Regions from separate parts of the Bombyx mori genome. Here region 1 is linked to region 2. Evidence: chromatin contacts called from public Hi-C data. All regions are on one chromosome and are shown on one strand. Each heading gives the region's core, a stretch centred on a gene start, on an enhancer-like site or on the middle of the called end of the contact. The rest is flanking DNA. Distances are from core to core; before and after follow the strand shown. Region 1 overlaps LOC100126867 (FancJ-like protein). Region 2 has its middle 19 kb from the start of LOC101735390.

The links. A called contact is a pair of places that touch in the nucleus more often than the background predicts.
Region 1: a contact with region 2 is called in a Hi-C map of whole pupa, with 6 times the contacts expected there. The contact joins two enhancer-like sites. A contact is called at or near these places in 4 of 7 Hi-C or Micro-C datasets (middle silk gland, posterior silk gland and whole pupa).

Annotation. Positions count from the first base shown.
Region 1 is chr16:8,667,575-8,673,624 of ASM3026992v2, reverse strand. The region is part of intron 2 of LOC100126867 (FancJ-like protein); the gene reads right to left. Among protein-coding and RNA genes, the nearest start is that of LOC100126867, 13 kb to the right of the region's middle. Within about 2 kb of position 1,599, at least 4 of the 8 cell types and tissues checked have open chromatin away from gene starts, as enhancers often do.
Region 2 is chr16:8,444,920-8,451,224 of ASM3026992v2, reverse strand. No RefSeq gene overlaps it. Among protein-coding and RNA genes, the nearest start is that of LOC101735390, 19 kb to the left of the region's middle. Within about 2 kb of position 2,269, at least 8 of the 8 cell types and tissues checked have open chromatin away from gene starts, as enhancers often do.

The DNA of each region.
Region 1 (6,050 bases), core at 350-2,849, 220 kb before region 2:
TACTACCACTCTGCCTATTTGAGCCGTGAAGCAGAAATGCGTTTCGGTTTGAAGGGTGGGGCAGCCGCTGTAACTATACTAAGATTTTAGAACTCATACCTCAAGCTGGGTGGCGGCATTTACGTTGTAAATGTGTATGGGCTCCGGTAACCACTTAACACCAGGTGAGCTGTGAGCTCGTCCACCTATCTATGCAATACAGAAAAGCAAAGTGACGTACGGGCTCACAGCACGATTTAACATTGAATTTGAAAATACAGAAGAATCTTGATAAGTCGTAATTAAAAGAAAATACCTACCTTAAAAATCGAGTTAGGGAATTGTCGTCATCAAAGGAATTTCGAGATAAAAGGGTTTTAATTATTCTAGTTCAACTTAGAAAGGCACTTCTTCCAAATATAGTGTTCGAGTTGTAATAAAATAAAAATAAATTAATGAATAATGAAGTGGACCGTTTAAAGAACTGCAAAGAATATGAATTTTCTTCCTTTGATTTATAAAACTAATTAAGTTCAAACAATTAACCGTTACTTTGGACAAAAGTCAAAAATTCTATATACGTAAAGACTAAAATATTCGTACTAAATACTGAAAATTTAAATGTATTTTATTTAATGCGTTAAAAAAAAATTAAGACTCAAAAAAGTAAAATTGTTAACTTTTTTATCTTTGCCTTTTATTATCATCTAGTAGTGATTTTTTGACCCAAATACCACACGGTTCATTAGCTTTTATGCAATGAACTAAAGTCTTCTCAAGAAAAGATAAGTTAGATTCGGTTTCTGTTTAACTTACATGTTAGTTCTAAATGGTAGTATTTTATTAGATTCTGCATAGATGGCGCTGTTATCTAAATACAAAAACGATTACAATTTTAGTTCACAGCGATTCATGTAGATGGCGCTTTAACAGAAACTACAACAGCAAAGCAAACAAAAATTCTATTTTATTAATACGTGAACCAAAAACTTTGTATCCCTTTTTACGAATATTGCGCGGACGGAGGAGTATGAAATTTTCCACACTTATAGAGAACATAGAGAAGAAGTGCACAATGCTAATATTTTTTTAAAATAATGCATAAGAGATACATTAAATCAATAAAGAAAGCATTACACACACTATATACCATGTATTTGACGCACACACGCATGCATACTATTTATTGTCAAATTTTTGTTCTTGACGTCTGTGGTCAAATTGAGAATAGATTATTGTTTATCTCTATTAATATTTTTTTATAGAGTAGCCTTGGCGAAATTTGTGATTATAGAAGTATAAAATACAATCTTAACAGTGTACAAACTTACAATTCCAATTAATTATAGTCGGATTTCGACTACTGCGGGACCTCTAGTTCTATTTTATTACTCGTATTAGAAGATATTTTGACACCTTTAAAAATAAGAAACCTAGTCTATTCGTATCAAGCGATTCGTCTATAGCCGTGTTCGAAACACAAAGATTTAATTAACTTAACGTTTAAGATAGTCAAACTAGCTACTAGACTAGTAGCTTAGCTAGCAGATATACACAAGGTTATGGCCTGTTTGGTGTAAGGTGTAGGTAAGCTTTTCAGCTTCAACGAGTATCGAATAATAGTACTACACCAGCTTTTATAGTCTGAGGCAGGTACATTTTACTAAACAAGTAAGTGCCTATACGCGTTCATGACTTCAACTTCATGAAGAAATAATATCGTTTAATGAAATTCACGCCCGCGATTTTTTATGTATGCGTCATTAACTGTCGCAGTATTTATGAACTGGCAGTGTAAGGTTACGAATTTTACCAGCAACCATTCTATTTCTTTTGCGAACCAATCATACTGTTCTATTCTTCATAGAATAGTAAAACTACTTCTCTAGCCTTTATTACATTATAATAGCCATTATCTTCATCACGTGGTCGATGTAGTTCACGGTAAGTTGTTTATAAGCCAAAAGGAAAGTTAGTAGCCTTCCTTTAATTGACACATTGTAATTAATTGAACATAGTCCGTATTTAGTATTAAATAGTTTTTAATTTTAATATTTCACTGTAAAACCACTTTTGTATTATATTGTCTTGTCTGAGATTATTATAGCAACGATACGTTTTCTTTAAAAGCAATTTCATCTTTTTTGGTTCCGCTATTCCGCAATAGATGGCGCTACGTACCACATATTTAAACTAAAGACAAAACGGTACACAAAAGTTCTTAACGTTTCCCACGTCTATGATTAAATGTAAAACATTTGTTAATTTAATTTAATATCTGATTTATTTGGATCTTCAAATTCGAGCGCGTTCGAAACCAGAAGTATTATTAGAAGGGTCGTAGTGGCAAATGTATCCAAGTGGTCTACCAAAAAAAAAGTACCTGAGAACGAAGCATACCACTGATACCACAAAAAATATGTACCACATATTTTTTGAAGTCTAATTTGAGCTATAGGTACTTGGATATGAATTTTCAATATACAATATTTCTGTTGATTTTTTTAACTATCAGCTTTGAGTTAAATATACACATCACGCTTATCAGATCGCGAGGGGTCAACGCAAAGCAACCGTCACCAGAAACATGTCTTGTCGGATCCCCTGGATTAACTTTCGGTGCTCTTAGACCTCTCAAGCACTGGTCACCGTCCTTGTCGAACTCGACGAGCGAACTAACCCAAAGACACAGTCCACTAAGTTTCTCGCCGGATCTTCCCGGTGGGTCGCAATTCCGATCCGGTGGTAGATTCTGCGAAGTACCGCTCTTGCTAGGGCTAGTGTTAGCAAATTCTATGAGGTTGAGCCCGTGAGCTCACCTACCCGTCCGGGCGTAGCTGGAATAGCCCCTTCCCACCCACCAACGAATAGGTAGGGAAAAGAAGGCAGATAGGGTCCGGGCGTAGATGGAACAGTCTCTTAGGTTACCAGCAAATTGTTCACGTTTCGGTGGCTGGGTCGGAAATTCACTTATTGAAGTTCGCATATCATCCAACGACGGCTACTTTTTTAAAATAAATATATAGAACTATATATCTATATATATAAAAATGAATTGCTGTCCGTTAGTCTCGCTAAAACTCGAGAACGGCTGGACCGATTTGGCTAATTTTGGTCTTGAATTATTTGTGGAAGTCCAGAGAAGGTTTAAAATGTAGATAAATATGAAAATGCTCGGAATTATAATATAAAAATAACAATTTTGTTTTTCCTTTGATGTGTTCTCCGTCGGACGGATTCCGTTTGTTGGTTTTAAGTATATTTTATACAAAAGTTTAGGTCTTTTATTTATCGATTGAGGCACTACGAAGTCTGCTGGGTCAGCTAGTATAGAATAGAAAAATGCCGTTGCGGAGTCGGTATACACGTAAACGTCGCAGTCACTATATCCGCGCACTAAAAACTATCCGTTAAAATAATTCATGATCACATTCTTATTACAAACAATGATTAACTGTCTAACGCCACGCCATCCGAGCGATCGAATCGAACGATGTCCGATTAAGCAGCCACCAATCATTGTGAAAATAATAAAAAAACGTATACACAAACAAACAACAAATTGGAAAAATGATAAAATTTCGGTGAACGTCGGGGGTAAGAGTCACGGAACAAATGCCAAACGCCCATCACATTAATAGATTGACGTGCTTAAAACTGTAAAATTACAATTCTGTCTAATCTTTAACGTCCACCAATGCGACGTGGCACTCTCTGTGACGAGTGTTAGACATAGTAACAGATTTTAATTTATATATTGCCAGCGAACGTAGACTCCGGAATAGAAAAGTTTTTGAAGTGAAACTTCTTTAGGCGCATGAGGGTAAATTTTTTACAGAACGTCACGCAGGTATGCAACGGAAGTGACGTCAAACTACTATTGAAATTAAGTACTTGTCAAATGTCAGTAGTAGTAGTTGTTGTATTTTTCCAACTGGAAAGGAAAATGTATCATACCATACAGCCTAATATTTTATAATTTTTTTGTGAAAAATGTTAATAGGAATTGAAATGAAATGAAAAGAATTTGGAACATTAATCAAATAGCATGAAATTAAATTAGTCAATTGGCAAAATATTAGTCATTTACAATTTAGAAATCTAAACATAATGTGACTGTCAACACTGAGGTTTGAGATTGACATTTGACAGACTTTTGGCGGGAACATATCTTCGTTTTTCCCATCCTCTAAGTCTCGGAAATCTAAAGTTTTAGATTTGTATAAATATAAGCAAGACTTATAAATTAGTTCGCCAAAAAAGTTTCACTTCTGACATGTGTACTTTGTACGCACGCACATTTTTTTTTCCGTTTGGATGGTTGGACGAGCTCACGACCCACCTGGTCACATGGTGTTCAGTCACATGGTTACCAGAGCCCATAGAAGTCTATAACATAAATACCGCCACTCACCTTGACGACACCTTGACCAGTACAACTATTCAAACAAAAATGCATTACTGATTTACCTCAGGAATAGGCAGGGTGGTGGTGGTGGACCATGTCTAATCTTTCAATGACTGTCATATATCAAGAACAATAACGTTCTAAATCGTTATTTGGATGTTCGATGTATAGAATACGGCAAGCATTGCAATAGCCCAATTGTCTTCAGATGTGATAAATGATTTTGAGAGGGGTAGAACTATGTACAATTACTCTATACCGTGTGAGTCTTACAGCATATAATTCTAATAAAATTACCAAAACACGTTTTTTGTATGATAATAATCTCTCTCTTTCTCTCTGTCACAAACAAAAAAAAATTGATAAATATTATTTGATCTCATTTTGTAACCCTAACTTGTAATATGCGGCCATCATGAAAGATTCTATACCAAACCATTCTGGTAATTTATGAAAGCAGTTATGCTTATGCGTTTCGGTTTCGAGTACCCGTTATATTATGGCGTTGAGACTTCGACCTCATGTCTCAAATAGAGTGGCGACATTCATGCTGTTATGTCTATAGGCCCTGACAACTCTTATACACCCAGGTGGTTCGTGCAGTAAAAAATAGAGAACGATACTTTTTTTTTGCCTAGATGTGTGGACGAGCTCACAGCCCAGCTGGTGTTAAGTAGTTACTGGAACCCATAGACATCTACAACGTAAATGCGCCACACACCTTGAGATAGAAGTTCTAAGGTCTCAGTATAGTTACAACGGCTGCCCCACCCTTCAAACCGAAACGCATTACTGCTTCACGGCAGAAATAGGCGGGGCGGTGGTACCTACCCGTGTGGACTCACAAGAGCTCCTACCACCAGTAATTACGCAAATTATAATTTTGCGGGTCTGATTTTTATTACACGATGTTATTCCTTCACCTTCAACATTTGTTAATTACGTATTTCATTAGAAAAATTCTTACCCGCCTGCGGGATTCGAACACCGTTGCATCGCTACATACGAATGCACCGGACGTCCTATCCTTTAGGCCACGACGAATTCAAATGTGTTCCTCATGGTTAAGTAGACGGCAAAGTTTAAAATCGAGAAAGACTTTTGAAAAAAAAAAAAAAAGACAAATAGCTTCGTTGCAATCGACTATTAGGAACTTAAACGCCGGCTTGCACGAAACGGTAAAAAAACATAATTTTAATGAGTTGTAAACGACAAGAGCAGAACACGAGAAAATAATAATAATATACGGTCTAATAGGTTTTCTTTTGTGTCGAAAAACATGTTTAAAAGCTTATATTAGCATGAAAAGGGTCAAAGGTTCTTCGAAATAAATAACGAATTGTTTTTTAGTGAATTTCACAATATATCTAAATTAATATTTATTTTTATTAAATTGACATAGACACGCGCGAGATACCTTTGCAAAGAGTCGTTCATATATAAAAATATTGGGTTAATGTCGTCGAGATGAAAGTGCCGCCGATTTTGTGAATTGTAAATTTTAGTTGTTTTCATTGATAGCTATTCTCATAAACTGCTTCTAAGAGTACTGCAGAGATTAAATCATTCAAGCGGTTTCGCAGACGCAAGTGTATTTAACTGCATTAAATATTGTATTAGCATTATTACTACATAGTATAAAACAAAGTCGCTTTTTCTGTCC
Region 2 (6,305 bases), core at 1,020-3,519:
TCGATTCTCCCCATTCATGAGGTACCCGCCATTCAAGTTTTTTTACTTTCCCGATTTGCTTCAAGTGGATTAATACAGCTTAATCACTTAGCCCAAAGCCTGTAGTTATCTTTGAAGTGAATGCGTTTCAGTTTGAAGGGCGGGGCAGCCGTCGTAACTATACTTGAGACCTTAGAACTTATATCACAAGGTGGGTGGCGCATTTACGTTGTAGATGTCTATGGGCTCCAGTAACCACTTAACACCAGCCATATCTAAGCAATAAAAAAAAAACCTTTGAATTAAAACATAGCCTCATAGAAAACGAAAGCGAGAAGTTAATTCCAAAGCTAGAACTGATCAGTGGAGAATTTTCTGCGGGAACTTACTTCAGATCAGCCTAGTTGTTCTAGCTGGTATATAAGGACAGCTCCAGTGGTGGATCTCGTCGTCTCAAATAAGTCAGTTGTTTTCTTTTTCCGACCCAATCGTTGGTAGCCTTAAGGATAGTTCAACGCACGCGCGATTGGGTAGGCTAGCTCGAAGGGCTCAACCTAGAGGACTTGTTAACACTAGCCCTAGCAAGAGCAGTGCTTTGCTGAATCTACCTCCGGATCAACGGTTCAGAATAGGACATCAAACATACGCTTTCGGTAACCGTCCTAGTCGAACCCGTCGCTTGCGACGAAGGGCTCGACGAGTAAATTAACCCATAGACACAGCCCACTGAGTTTCTAGCCAGATCTACTCAGTGGGTCGCGTTTCCGATCCGGAGGTAGTTTTTTTTTATTCTTAGATGGTTGGACGAGCTCACAGCCCACCTGGTGTTAAGTGGTTACTGGAGCCCATAGACATCCACAACGTAAACCCACCTTGAAAATAAGTTCTAAGGTCTCAAGTATAGTTACAACGGCTGCCCCACCTTTCAAACCGAAACGCATTACTGCTTCACGGCAGAAATAGGCAGAGTGGTGGTACCCACCCGCGCGGACTCACAAGAGGTCCTACCACTAGTAATTATGCAAATTATAATTTTGCGGATTTTATTTTTATTAGATGATGCTATTCCTTCACCGTGGAAGTCAATCGTGAACATTTGTTGAGTACGTATTTCATTAGAAAAATTGGTACCCGCCTGAGATTCGAACACCGGTGCATCGCTCATCAGAAATGCATCGGACGTCTTATCCGTTAGGCCACGACGATTCTGCGAAGTACTGCTCTTGCAAGGGCCAGTGTTAGCAACACCCCCGGCTTGAGCCCCGTGAGCTCACCTACTACTACACCGGTGAATCTAGAATAACCCCTCGAGGATACTAGAATAGGCAGGGGAAAAAATTCATTGTAAAATATGGAGGTAAAAGAAAAGTTCCTAAAAGAAGATATTTGTGATCGGAAATTATCGATAATCCAAAAATCGCTGTTATAGTTTCATCGTGACTTTTTTATATTGCTAAGACAAGTGAACGAGCTCATGTTCCATTTGTTGTTAAGGGGGGTGCCCATGGACATCAATAAAGTAAAGGTCACCACCCACTTTGATACACTTCTTTAGTGAATACACAAATTAAAACTCACTCGTGGCTTCAACTTAATATAATGAATAATGGACAATTATAATAAAGATTTTTTGTCTAGCGGATCAATTGTTCAACCAAGCTGATATCTATTAGTAGGTATATAATTTACTAACAGTACAAATTTATTACATTAAACATTGAATGTCTACACAATTTTGATGATACAATAAAACTTCGACAGAAAATCGATACGCCACTAGCGCCATCTCGTGTACAGTAGCTGTAACAACCGCGCGTTGTATCTGTGAGAGTCGATAATTAATATGTATTTACCATAGGAACATCAGCGTGTTAAAACATTTTTACCTTCTAATATTATCGTAAATAGCATCAAATATCTCTTGATAAACGAACTAAAAGATACAAGTTACGCCCAATCTCTAACTATCTAGATAAATATCAGAAAAAAAATATATAGAAAAACGTTGTAAAAGACAAAGTTTCAAATCGGACATCTGAAAGACACCTAAAAACGATCTATACAAACATTGCACATGCAGCCAGCACTCCACAAACAAGAATAAAGCCAAATAACCTTTTTATTTGTCGTCGACGCGCATTGAACAGAAAAAAAAATCAACGCATGAGACCGAAATACGTTTCGCGGCGAGTCAGAAAGAGATGTCGCTTCGAAAGGCGTTTCGTCGTCGAATTTCGCGTCCAATTGATGCTCAGTGGGTTTTGTGGTGGGCGGTTCCCGGGCTAATAGGTCTTGGAGCGAGATGACGTATGGATGCGCCGACGCAGCTCTCCTACTATTGTTATCGACCGATATTTATTTTATAAGTCTCTGCGTTTTTGATGGCTGAATAAATTTCCTTTTGCCGATTTTAGGTTTCTTTTTTGCTTTTTTTTTTTCGGGTGACGTCTTAGGGAGGGTTTCGAGTTTTGCCGTCTTTTATTTGTACCTTCGTCTGCTTTGTGTAGTTAAAGAGAACTTAAATTTTTCGGCATTATAATTATAACATCTTGAATCGTTCATGTTTTATTTTGAGGATGATTTCAAGAGAACGTTTTTAGACATTCAAATAATTTGTTATTTTGTGCTTTGACTTTTATGTTTAGAGAACAATTTATCAATTAACGATTTGAAATAAGGGTGAATGTAAGGCTAGGTTAAAAGTTCTTGCATATTGAAATCAGCAGCTTGTATCTAAAATCCAATATCTAAGATGGATAGTTTTAATTTAGCATCATTATATTTTAATGTATTAACTTTTCTTTCTTCTTAAAACTAACGTCCCAAAGTATATCTATCATACCTGAGAGCTTCAAATTATTGTTAGTTTAGTTATTGACTGGTGGTAGGTCTTGTGACTTGGGGGTAGGTACCACCACCCGTCACCCTGCCTATTTCTGCCGTGTAGCAGCAATGCGTTTCGGTTTGAAAAGCGGGGCAGCCGTTGTACTGTTAAAAGTGAGACCTTAGAACGAATGTCATAATGTGGGTGGCCTCATTCACGATGTTGATGTCTATGGGCTCCAGTAAGGGCTTAACACTATATGAGCCGTAACTTCATCACGCATCTAAGTAAAAATAATAATAACAATAATAGATGACGTGTGACAGCCCTATTCTCCTCCGTTAACTGCTACACCAGGCTACTCTCATCTTCAGCTTGTAACAATACTTTGTCCGGGCATAGCTGGAATAGTCCCTCGGCTACCAGCGTCTAGGTAGGCAAAAAAAAACTATAGCCTAACTGACTAACCGATACTGTATAATAAATCAGACTACCACATGGTTTTACTGGTTTTTTACTGGTGGTAGGACCTCTTATGATTACTGGTGGTAGGACCTCTTGTGACCACCAGGTAGGTAGGTACCACCACCTCGCCTATATCTGCCGTAATGCAGTAATGCGTTTCGGTTTGAAGGGTGGGACAGCCGTTGTAACTATACTGAGACCTTAGAACTTATATCTCAAGGTGTGTGGCGCCTTGTAGATATCTATGGTTTCTGACGTTGTAGATGTCTATGCGCTCCTGTAACCACTTAACACCAGGTGGGCTGTGAGCTCGTACAATCACCCAAGCAATAAAAAAAAATTATTCACTTTGGGTCGATCTTATCAATACAAATCGAAAGATCAAAAATAATATCTACCTATTACCTATATCGGCTATTATTTTAATTACTTTTTTATTTACTGATGACGACCGTTCGGATTGTCGATAATCCCGTTCTCACGAATCGCTTGGGTCGTCGGAGGAACTTCGATTTTCTCTGTATTTTGTATCGTATATTCCGCGGGGAGTCCTCTGAGGAACTGTTTAAGATGATCCCTACATCTTACCTGAACAGACTTTTCCATAATATCTGAAGCCGCTGCGTTCATCGATGGTGGGCTTCTAGAAATCTTTTTTCCATATATCTACTCCATATTTGGTAAACAACGACTCGGCTGTACCCCTGGCATTGCTGATGTCCATTAGCGACGGCCATTAGTCGCCATCAGGTGTGTATGCTCGTCTGCCTACGGAGGTAGAGTAGTAAAATATATCATTTTCATCATCATCATCGTCATGTAGTTGAGCTCACGTGCTCAACCTGAGAGAATTTGCTAACACTAGCCCTAGCAAGAGCATCGTCGGAATCGCGACTGACTGAGAATTGAGAAGAGCCGGCGAGAAACTCAGTAGGCTATTTCATACAGTTTTCTTAGACAACGACTAACTTGGGAGCAGGACATAAGTTTTTTATTTATTAAAAATCAAAAAAAGTTATTGACAATTTAATATTTTTCGAATATTCTCTAATACGAATGTTATTTATACAAATTTAATCGTGTAGGTATGCATTTTCCTTTTCACCGCCCAAACCTCTGAACCGATATTCACTAAATTCGGTAACTCTCATCCTAGAACTAAGCACAGGTCTCAATCCACGCGAAATAAAGCTTCCACCCACGCAAGCGCTGTTGCGGGCGGAAAGCTCACCCCTAAATATCATATTAAAAAAAACATTAGAAAAAAGAAATCGAATACAGAAAGCGGTTACCTATTCAGCACACACTAGTTCCGGTTCTAACGTGTAATTACCGTAATACGACACCTCTGCGTACGAATCGGGAAATTTAAATTGTCAAAAGAACCTATGAAAGGAAGCATAGACAATGTGGCGATAAAAAAAAAAACTTTTGTCTCACGAGCAAGATTCAATTCAGATCAATTTTCATCTGTCATTTGTTATTTTTTAATTAATAAACTATTTGCAGAGTTACCAGAGCGCGTTCCGACTAAATTACATTTCAATAAAAGGCAAAAGAATTTATTTTACGAACGCATTTTTTTTGAGAAACCTTTCATAGGCAAAAGGTTTTCCGCTTAAACCTATGTTTGTTTTGTAACCTTTTATTATTCTACTAATTTACTTAGACAAGTAAAATAGAATAATGTAAAAACCGTACATACGCGAGGAGGCAGTTCAGTTTTTTTTTTTTAATATGTACACGGAGTTTAGTCATTTTAGTCTTTGCGCGCCGATCAATCATCTCCGAAAAAGTTGAATATACCTAGTTCGGGAAAACAGAGATGTTAAAACAATATTTCGTGAACATTATCTTTCGAATAAAATTGTGGTACATAAAAAGTAGCCATTAAAATTCAGGCATAGTCCGAAATTTAGACAAAAAAAAATTTGCTTAGGTATTTGTGAACGCTGTTTGCCTGATTAAAATATGTAGCGGTAGGCAGCGGCTTGGTTTTGTCCCTGGCATTGCTGAAGTCCATGGGCGACGGTAACCACTCACCATCAGGTGGGCCGTGTGCTCGTCTGCCTACAAGGGCAATAAATTTTTTTTTTACTACTTTTGCCCCGTAGCGTTTCCCATTTTACTCCAGCTATGGGGCAAGACGGGAAATTCGCCTCATTATTGTTATTCATTATTTGTTAAAAAAAATATCGCGATTTTGCATAATAAAACGATTTATTTTAAGAGACAAATGTATAGATATTACTTGTTTAGTTAAAGAATTTAATTAAAGAGTATAATTGTCTCTGTACAGCGAGCTTTGTCTTAGCTATCTCATCTTGCCCTGGTCTCCCCTACATCTTGCTTGTCATATACCTATTTATAATACGGGATGTATCTTTTATGTGTCTTCTTCTTTTAATTGAGTCTTCACTAGGGGCTGTCGATAAAGTAATCCCGTCTCTATGCGTCGTCAAGATCAGCGCTGGTGATACGAATTAAAATGATCTGTAAGATATCAACATTCATGTTGGCGAGCTTATCCACAATGTCGGTTAAATTGTCTAAGTGCTCTCATAAATCATCACCTTCTTTATATTTTGCAACAATTAATTATTTGAGGAGTTAAGCCTTCTTAGTAGGTCGTTTACTTTCATATATATCCTTGAGTTTATGTCATATATTTTTAGCAGTTAAACAGTTTTTTACATATTTTATTTCTGGAGATTAAATTATCTCCTTAATTTGCAACAGCCTTTCAGGATCAGCCAGCAGGATCTTTTTCAGTATAAGCAGGGTATGTGTGATAAATGCAAAATACATCAACTTCCTTGTTTAGCGGTAGCGTAGAAAATGAGAAACATGATAGCTGTTTGAATTTCTTTTTTTTATTGCTTAGATGGAAGGACGAGCTCACAGCCCACCTGGGGTTAAGTGGTTACTGGAGCCTATAGACATCTACAACGTAAATACGTCACCCACCTTGAGATATAAGTTCTAAGGTCTCAAGTATAGTTACAACGGCTGCCCCATCCTTCAAACCGAAACGCAT